2 separate regions of the Sus scrofa genome follow, and region 2 is linked to region 1. The links are chromatin contacts, called in public HiChIP or PLAC-seq maps. All regions are on one chromosome and are shown on one strand. The core of a region is the stretch at or near the end of the contact, and the rest is flanking DNA. Distances in the headings are between cores, read along the strand shown. Region 1 has its middle 37 kb from the start of PRELP. Region 2 holds the start of PRELP (prolargin).

Region 1 (4,350 bases), core at 1,540-4,039:
GCAAGTGTAGCTCCCAATTCAACCCCTAGCCTGACAAGGCTGCACAGTGAGACACCTTCCATATGCCAAGGGTGTGGCCCTAAAAGGACAAAAGACAAAAACAAAAACAAAAGACCATAAAGAAGCAAGAACTGGTAGGGGGGAGGGCAGAACTGGTGTTAATTGAGGGCCACAGTATAGACTCTCTGCTGACATTATATCACTGAGTTCACATGCTGGCCCCCATGCAGGTGCTAGATCTCCCTTTTGTAAGGGAGTAATTTGAGTGCTATACAAGGACAAATGGCAATTAAGGAGCATAAGCAGGATTTGAACTCAGATCTGGAACAAATGCCCATGATCTTTCCACCAGGCCAGGTTTGGGGAAAAGACAGTAGGAAGAGGCCTAGTGGTGGTCGAGAAAGAGAGCCTGCAATAGTGGATAGAACTCTGAACCTCAAACATCAAGGTCAAATGTCTGGATCTGATGTGCAAGAGATGTCTTGTGACCTTGGCCAAAGAACGTCCATATCCTAGTCTCAATTTCCCATCTTACAAAGTGAAGACTTGGGCTAAGTGCTCTCTAAACCCTTTCCTATCTCTAAGCATATAATGTTTAGCTGGGAACTCGCTTCCCATTTACTAGAGTACAATTCTTATTCCCATTTCTGGTATTATGTCTATTCTGGGCATTCACTCTAGGCGCAGGCACCCCTTTCTGAAGCCCTTTCAAGATTGAGGGCAGAGACTGGAAATTATGATGACACCTTCTATGAGTGGATGTGATCACTTAATTAACCAAATAAATAAGCAATTACTTATTAAGCCTACCATATGCCTGGTGTGGTGCTTAGTTGGTGAATCAAAGTCGAATGAGACTTGATCTCTAGGTCCAAGAGGTTTAGAGGCTAATGGGAAATCCATACCCACCAAGTATGTTTGCCAAGGGTGATCAGAAATCACTAACGCTTTATGGAAAAGCTTGGTAAGCCAGACTCATTTCAGTCCAGCCTCTTTCGCTTAGATGAGAAAGAAAGATGTTATGTGAACTGAGGTCAAGAGTGTTTGGGAGCCGCACCTTCTCTGTTTTGTCAGCTGCACCTTTGGCCTCACGGGTGCTGGCCGCCTCTGACACTGGCACCCATATTGCTAAAGTCTTAGTCAGTTGTCTCTGACGGTGGCTGGCAGTCTCTGCGGGAATCTGGGCAACTTGTTCATGACTGGTGGAGGGTGATAAGTGTGAGAATGGGCACGCGTGGAGTACCGAGGCCACACATAGGAGGGCTGACCAATCCAACTATGGACGGGAGATCTGGGGAGGAAGGGACCACCATGTAGAGGTAAGGGTGGGATGAGAATGAGATAGTGTTGAAGTGGAAGGCAAAGCTGCTTGAAGGGGCGTGGGAGTAATGCTGGGGGGGGGGGGGCGCTGCGCTTTATGCTGACAGTGACAGAGGGACTGTTCCTCCTGCCCTTGTCCAGAACAGCCAGTCCCCTTTCCTGCCTTCCTTGACAAGGCTTCCAGCTGCCTAGGATAAACTAGACCTGGTCAAATCCTGCCCATTCTCCAAGGCCCTGTTCAGATTCCCTTTTCTCCAGGAGCCCTTTCCGGTTTTTTGTTTGTTTGTTTGTTTGTTTGTTTTGTCTTTTGTCCTTTTAGGGCCACACCAGCAGCATATGGAGGTGCCCAGGCTAGGGGTCCAATAGGAGTTGTAGCCGCTGGCCTATGCCAGAGCCACAGCAACGCCAGATCCAAGCCGTGTCTGCAACCTACACCGCAGCTCATGGCAATGCTGGATCCTTAACCCACTGAGTGAGACCAGGATCGAACCCACAACCTCATGGGTTCCTAGTCAGATTCGTTTCCGCTGCACCACGATGGGAACTCCCAGGAACCCTTTTTGGACAACCTCATTTCATTCATTCATTCATTCAACAAACTTTATTGAGCTCCTCCGGTGACCTAGGCACTGTGGTAGGCACAGCCCATGAATAGACGTTGCTCACACCCTTGGCCAGCCTGTGGAGCACAATGGTTTGGAAACCCCGGTGACATCTCTTTTGATCTCCTCTAGGTGTCCAGCCCATGAAGCTGTCAAGGACCCTTCAGAGCAGCCCCCTCCCCACTAGACAGCTCCAGGGACAGAGACCAGGCCTCCTCATCTCTGGGGCTGGCTGGCCCAGTGCTGTGCGCTTGGGATGCTCCCCACATTTTAGAGATATCTGGCTTTCCAACAATCTTAAAAGAAGTGGAAAGTTCTCCTGGGAGTTCCCATCATGGCACGGCAGAAACGAATCCAACTAGGAACCACGAGGTTGCGGATTTGATCCCTGGCCTCGCTCAGTGGGTTAAGGATCTGGCATTGCCGTGAGCTGTGGTTAGGTCGCAGAAGTGGCTAGGATCTGGTGTTGCTGTGGCTGTGAAGTAGGCTGGCAGCTATAACTCTGAATAGACCCCTAGCCTGGGAACCTCCATATGCCATGGATGTAGCCCTAAAAAAGACAAAAAGACAAAAAAAAAAAAAAAAAGAAAAAAGAAAAGAAAAAAGAAAGTTCTCCTGGCTGACACCCACCCCTTTCCCTATCCTCCCTGATTCCAGCACAGCTCCTCTGTTGAGAAGAGAGGTGAAGCTCCCGCTGAACCTTTGGCCCCAGGAAGCAAAAAGAGAACAGAAAGGAGGAAACGTCTGGGCTGGATGCCAGCCCAGATGCCTCGGGCCCAGCTGGGGATTCTGGGTCCTCTGTGCTCCGGAATGTGAGAAGGGCTTGCCAGGGCGGCTTGGAGCAGCTCCTCCCCAAGCCACTGGCTCCGCAACCTGGACAGAGCCACGCTGGCAGCTCCTCTGCAGCCCTCCTCGCGGTGCGCTGGTGCCCCACGGTGGACAGACAGCAGGCTCTGATCTCATTCCCTCCTGAGGCTTTGTCTCCCAGAGGGAGAGGGCTCAGGGGGCCCTTGCTTGGGGGTGAGCCTTGGGCATGGCCCCTGCACTTTCTCCATTCTCACCACTGATCACTCCCCTGGGCTTTTGGGCACACTCTTCAGAATAGGCTGACGGCTCTGAGGTGTTGTCTTCCTCCGAATCAGGCACAGACCCACCCCCTGCTGGTGGGCATTTCCCACTGCAATCTAATGAAAAACAAGCTTCTCAGAGGTCCATCTAAAAGGCCACATTGGGGCTGGGGCACTCTGTGCGAGCCCCCCACCTTTGTGGGGCAAGGTGAAAGTGATCAGGCCTGGAGAAGCCAAAGCTTCTGCCAGCCTGGAGCCCACTATCTCCATCTAGGCCGAGGATGGAGGGCAGAGTCAAAGGGGAAGGTGGCCCAGCTGAAGCTGGGATGCAGAGGAGAGGCAGAAGGCCAGAGGCGTGTGGGGACCCCCTGGGGCTGAACCAGAGCCCTGGAATGCCAGGGAATGTAGGAGCATCAGTTCTTAAATTTTAATTTAATTTTTCCCTGATAAGAGGCTGTGCGCAGCTGCTGGAAAGAGAGGGGCATTAACTTTCCACCAGCCACTGAGCAGACAGCCCTCTCGATGATGCCATGTGGGCCCCTCATCTCTCAGGCATGAGTCTCCTGGAGGTTCACTGCCAAGGTCCTACCAAGAGTCCGAGCAGAGCCAGCGAGAGAAGCTACAGAGAAACAGGGCCGGGAGCAGCGACCAAGCCTGAAGGTGTCAGGAGGAAACAAGGCCAGAGATGAGGAAAGTGCAAGAGAGCAGCTTGAAGAGATAAAGTGTGAGAAATGGTCAGATCAGTCTATGAACAGGATTGAGTTTATTGGCCAGAGGAAGGGAGAGCTGAGCATCCCTAGAGCCTACGTGTCAGAGGCTGTGTCGGGCGGGACTTTTAGACACATCTCATTGAACCCTCATTTCAGCAAGGCACTGACATCTTTTACAGGAGACTGACACTTTTGTAAGGAATTTCAGTACCTTGCCTGGGGCTCCATGGCTAACGTGGTGGAGGTCTGAATGCAGGAATCTGAATGCAGGTCTGTCGGATGACAGATGGCCTCCCCATCACTCCAAATTCTATGAGCAAGGAGGAGTGGATGGATCAGAGGAGACAAAAGGAACTCCAGAATTGTAGACATTTAGGACTGAAATTAAGGTCTTCTACAGCAATTTTGCCTCCAGGAGAAATTAGATTTCAGTGAGAACAATGTCATGTCTTAATTAGGTAGCCAATTAATTTTGAAAGGAGATCACATATCCAACCAGCCTTCCTTCCTTCCCTTCTTCCCTCTAACAATTTTTATGGAGCAGTCACAACCTGTTAGGCATGGTATTGGGTTTGAGGAACAAATAGGTGTAAGAACCACAATTTATTCCCAAATCCTTGATAAATTCCAGGAAATTGAGGCAGCACTTTA
Region 2 (4,663 bases), core at 2,037-4,536, 36 kb after region 1:
AAATATGGAAATACCATATGACCCAGTAATCTCAGTCCTGGGTACATATCTAGACAAAACTACTATTCAAAAAGCTACATGCAGGGACTTCGCTTCATGGCTCAGCAGTTAACAAACCTGACTAAGATCCATGAGGACACAGGTTCAATCCCTGGCCTCATAGGATCCATGAGGATGCAGGTTTGATCCCTGGCCTCGCTCAGTGGGTTAAAGATCCGGCATTGCCGTGAGCCGTGGTGTAGGTCAAAGACTCGTCCGGATTCCACGTTGCTGTGGCTGTAGCATAAGCCAGCAGCTACAGCACCAATTGGACTCCTAGCCTGGGAACGTCTATATGCCAAGGGTGTAGCCCTAAAAAGCACAAAAAGGAAAAAGAAAAAAAGAAAAAAAGAAAGATGCATGCACCTGTATGTTCATAGTAGCACTATTTATGATACTCAAGACATGGAAACAACCTAAATTTCCATCAACATATGAATGAATTAAGAAGATATGGTAAGTATACACAATGGAATACTACACAGCCACAAAAAAAGAATGAAATAATGCCATTTGCAGCAACATAGATGCAACTAGAGATTCTCATACTAAGTGAAGTAAGTCAGAAAGAGAAAGACAAATACCATATGATATCACTTATATGTGGAATCAAAATGTGGCACAAATGAACCTATCTACAAAACAGAAACAGATTCACAGACATAAAGAACAGACTTGAGGTTGCCAAGTGGGAGGGGGAGGGGGAGGGAGTGGGGTGGACTAGGAGTTTGGGGTTAGGAGATGCCAACTCTTACATTTAGAATGGATAAGCAGTGAGGTTCTACTGTATAGCAAAGGGGACTATATCCACTTTCCTGGGGTAGACCATGATAGAAAATATTATTTTAAAAAATGTATGTATATGTATGCCTGAGTCACTTTGCTATAGAGCAGAAATTGTCACGGCATTGTAAATTAACTATACTTTTTATTTTTAATTTTTTCTTACAGTTGATTTACATTGTTCTGTCAAATATAATTTAAAAATACATCAATGTTTCAAAATATACCAGTGGGGTATATGACAGTGAGAGCCACAGATGGATCAAGATGGGTCATGAATTGGTAACTGTTGGAGCTGGGTATTAGGTACATGGGAGTTAGTAACACTATTCTGTATAAATGTGTGTATATTTAAATTTTTCCATAGTAAAAAGTTTATTAGTAGGCTATCTAAAAACACTATGTCCTCAAGTCATAGTAGTAGATCACCAATTAGTCAACTCTACTCTAGACATTTCTGAATATCCACCTGGTCGTCTCCACTCCTCCTTTCAATTCTCTCTGCATAGCCTCGGCCAGGGGGAAACTCTGGAGAGATGGAAGGACGCATCAGCTTAGAGTTGGTCATCATCGATGCCCAGGAACATAGACTCTGGGGATTCAGACAAACCCCACAGAAATGCATACAAATCATACTTCTGCACCCTGTCCAACCCCACCCACCCCCACCTTTGCTCATCCTCCCAGAACCTCATGGTATCTTGCTCACCTTTTATTTTTTTCTTTTTCTTTTTTTGCTTTTAAGGGCTGCAGGTGCAGTATATGGAAGTTCCCAGGCTAGAGGTCTAGTAGGAACTGCAGCTGCCAGCCTATAGCATACCACAGCCACTGCAACGCAAGATCCAAGCCACATCTGTGACCTACACCACAGCTCATGCAACACTGGATCCTTAACCAACTGAGCAGGGCCAGGGATGGAATTCAAGTCCTCATGGACACTAGTTGGGTTTGTTAGTGCTGAACCACAATGGGAACTCCTTGCTCACCTTACTTGAATGCTACTGACCACCTACCACACCAAGGGAAACAAGCAAAGCTAGGGTCTGATGTCCTCAGTCTGCAGAAGGGGACATGTACACTTTGGATGAAAAACTAAATGCATGAGTGAGTGTCCCAGCACACCCAGGGTCAATGACTATGGACAGCAGCTACACACTGTCCTCCAGCAAGACCTCACCAGCCGGTGTGGAAGGCACAAGATTTTGGGTGGAAGGGGGATGGGAAAAGAAGGTGCAGGTTTTATTTTTTCTTCCTTGTTTTTCAGTCTGATACCATTCATCATAATCCCCCTCCCAAAGCCTAACATCTTCCCAGGTTGTAAAATGCTTTCATATTTATATCATTTAATCTTCCCAACACTGTGAGGAAGGTATTATCCCCATTTTTTAGATGAGGAAATTGAGGCTCCACACGATCAAGTGACTCACTCGCCCAAGATCAACATAATTCATAAGAGGCAGAGCCCAGGACGGCTGATCCTAATTTTATTGTTCTTCCCTTTATTGCCAGATTGGGGAAGGGAGAAGGGAGTTCCCATCACTGGGCTCAGCAGCTCTCCAAGGACTGATGATAGAAAAAGTAAATCCCATTGAGTTTTTTAAGTAGTCAACTGAGGTCGCAGGAAGTTTTGATGGGCAGCTACTTAACACAGCTATAAGTGTGTTGTAGTTTTTGGTTGAGAGAACTGATAGAGGTAATGGTCTTACTTGAATGGGATGACATGGACAGGGGACCCTGGGATTCCCCCATATACTTTGTGTGATGACTATATGGCCCCCAAATCTCTCCTGAGTACAATATACATGGAGAAGCTGGCACTGTCCACATGGACAGTGACTTTAAGTCTTACAGCAAATTTTTACTCTCTTGCCTTTGCAGTATAATCCCAGGTCAGACTTTCCCTCTCTGGTTCTCAGAGCATCCCAAACCAAGGCTCAGTCCTGGGCTAGCTTGCACAGCAAGACTCCATTCCCTTAGCAACCTCTCAGAGAAGGCAACCTGGGGAAGAATTGTGTCTGCTTAAAGGAAACATCCCACACCCCTCACATCTGGGAATTGAACACGGGCAGTGAAGGGCATCAGAAGCAAGACAGTTGTTAGGAGGAGGAATGAAACAGTCTGGTGCTGGACCCAGCCATCCAGTCCTGGCCTGCACAGAAGTTGCTTTTCATTCCTTTTCCTCTGTTAATTTGGCTTGCTTTCCAAACATGGGTCAAACAATCTCCCTCCCAGAAGCAGCAGCAGAAGGAAATGTTATTAAAAACGAGTCCGTTAGTGGGCATGGTGTGTGGATGAAGTCTTTGGGAGTTTTGGCTGCTAAATAAAGACTTTATTGTTGTCATTCCTCCTTTCCCAAGCTCCCTCCCTCTCTTCTCTCCTCCCTCCCTCCTCCCCCCTCCCTCCGTCCTCCTCTCCCTCCTTACGATCTGGATCTGCCTGTCCCTCCCCCTAACCTAACCTCCCCACCCCAATAGGATCCAGTGGAAGAAAAGTCAGGCAAACTCGAGCACGAACACACCACAAGGAGATCAGAACTTCCAGCTGGCTCTCTGCTGCCACAGCTCCACCAAAGGGTGGGGGGAATCAGAGGGAGCCTTGCCGGACACTAAACCCAGAGCTGAGAGGAGAGGCAGGTGGTACAGGTAAGCCCAGTGGGAGATGGGGAGGAAGACTCCTGCCTCCAGCCAGTCTCCTGCTCCGTCCAACCTTGTTACTGATCTAGTCTCTATCTTTTCCTTCCTTCCTTCCACCCACCAAACGTCTCCCCTTTCAAAGGAACTCAAATTAATTCTTCCTCATTTGTTATTTCTTGTTATTGATCTAGTCTCTATCTTTTCCTTCCACCCACCAAACATCTCTCCTTTCAAAGGAACTCAAATTAATTCTTCCTCATTTCTTCTCCACCCTCTTTCTTCTCTTCATCATTCTCTATCCATGTCTTTGTTTTGCTGCAAAGTTAAACTTTCTTGGTACGGGTGTTGGTTGTAGGGCAGACAAACACCACACACAGCATTTCTACAAATCAGGTTCCCAGAGAAACCCTACTCTAGAACCCATTTCTCTGAACCTTTCACGTTTTGTCACACACCATCACAGGCATACACACGTGTCACACAGAGGCTACGCTTCCACTCCACATGCACACACACAAACTACACACACAGTACAAAGGCATCCTGTCCATTCACCTCCACTCTGGCTGCACAGGAGGTGCAGCGCTAGACCACATAGTGACCAGACACCAGGAGGGACACGCACACGCACACACAAACACACACACACACTGCCTCTTGTCTCTCACCCTCTCACACACCTCCCCAACTGTACAAGGAAAGGGAAAGTGCATTTTCCCACTGTGATGGTGGAGCCAAAAGAAATCATGTGTCCTGCGTCCAGCCTGAGCAGGAAGGGGATGAACGAGTGCAAAAGCTGGAAGGATGTCTTTGCTCTTTAGAACTTAATTAGGCAGGGGAGGGAAAAATAGCTTTCCCATCTGCACAGTGTCCTCCCTGTACCTCTGACTTTCTCAGTCTCACTGGTCCAAGCCACTTGTCTTTTGGAAAGAAAGAGAAGAAAGCAACCCCGCTCCCAAGCTTTGGAGGTCATAATTCTCAGCTCTGGGGGCAAAGCATTTCATTTTTATTGCAGGCATATTTCTTTTTAAAGCCACTTCAAAATCATCCCAGGTTGGCAAGAGGTCCCTGTGGGAGAGAAAAAGGGACAGTAGTTCCTTAATCAGTCAGGGAGGGGAAAAACTAAAGTGGGTAACTGAATGGAGCTTGTTTCCAAAGAGGGTGGACCTTTTCTACCCACCACCTCACTCCAGGAGAAAGAGCTGTCC

Evidence for each region. HiChIP or PLAC-seq counts read pairs in DNA pulled down with a chosen protein or histone mark.
Region 2: an H3K27ac HiChIP or PLAC-seq map of skeletal muscle shows a contact between it and region 1. The contact joins the promoter of PRELP here to the enhancer-like site in region 1. A contact is called at or near these places in 15 of 47 Hi-C or Micro-C datasets (adipocytes, adipose tissue, alveolar macrophages and 10 more) and 1 of 2 datasets of contacts at active chromatin or transcription factors (skeletal muscle).

The regions. Positions count from the first base shown.
Region 1 is chr9:64,151,747-64,156,096 of Sscrofa11.1, forward strand. No RefSeq gene overlaps it. Among named protein-coding and RNA genes, the nearest start is that of PRELP, 37 kb to the right of the region's middle. Within about 2 kb of position 2,790, at least 56 of the 83 cell types and tissues checked have an H3K27ac peak or open chromatin away from gene starts, as enhancers often do. A contact at or near this core is called in adipose tissue, alveolar macrophages, liver and 5 more, where this site is marked.
Region 2 is chr9:64,187,696-64,192,358 of Sscrofa11.1, forward strand. PRELP (prolargin) reads left to right here and starts at 3,287. Exons shown (of 3, transcript XM_003130106.4): 1 at 3,287-3,464. It overlaps LOC106507842 (a long non-coding RNA gene), which reads right to left. Exons shown (of 3, transcript XR_001304135.2): 3 at 3,474-4,523.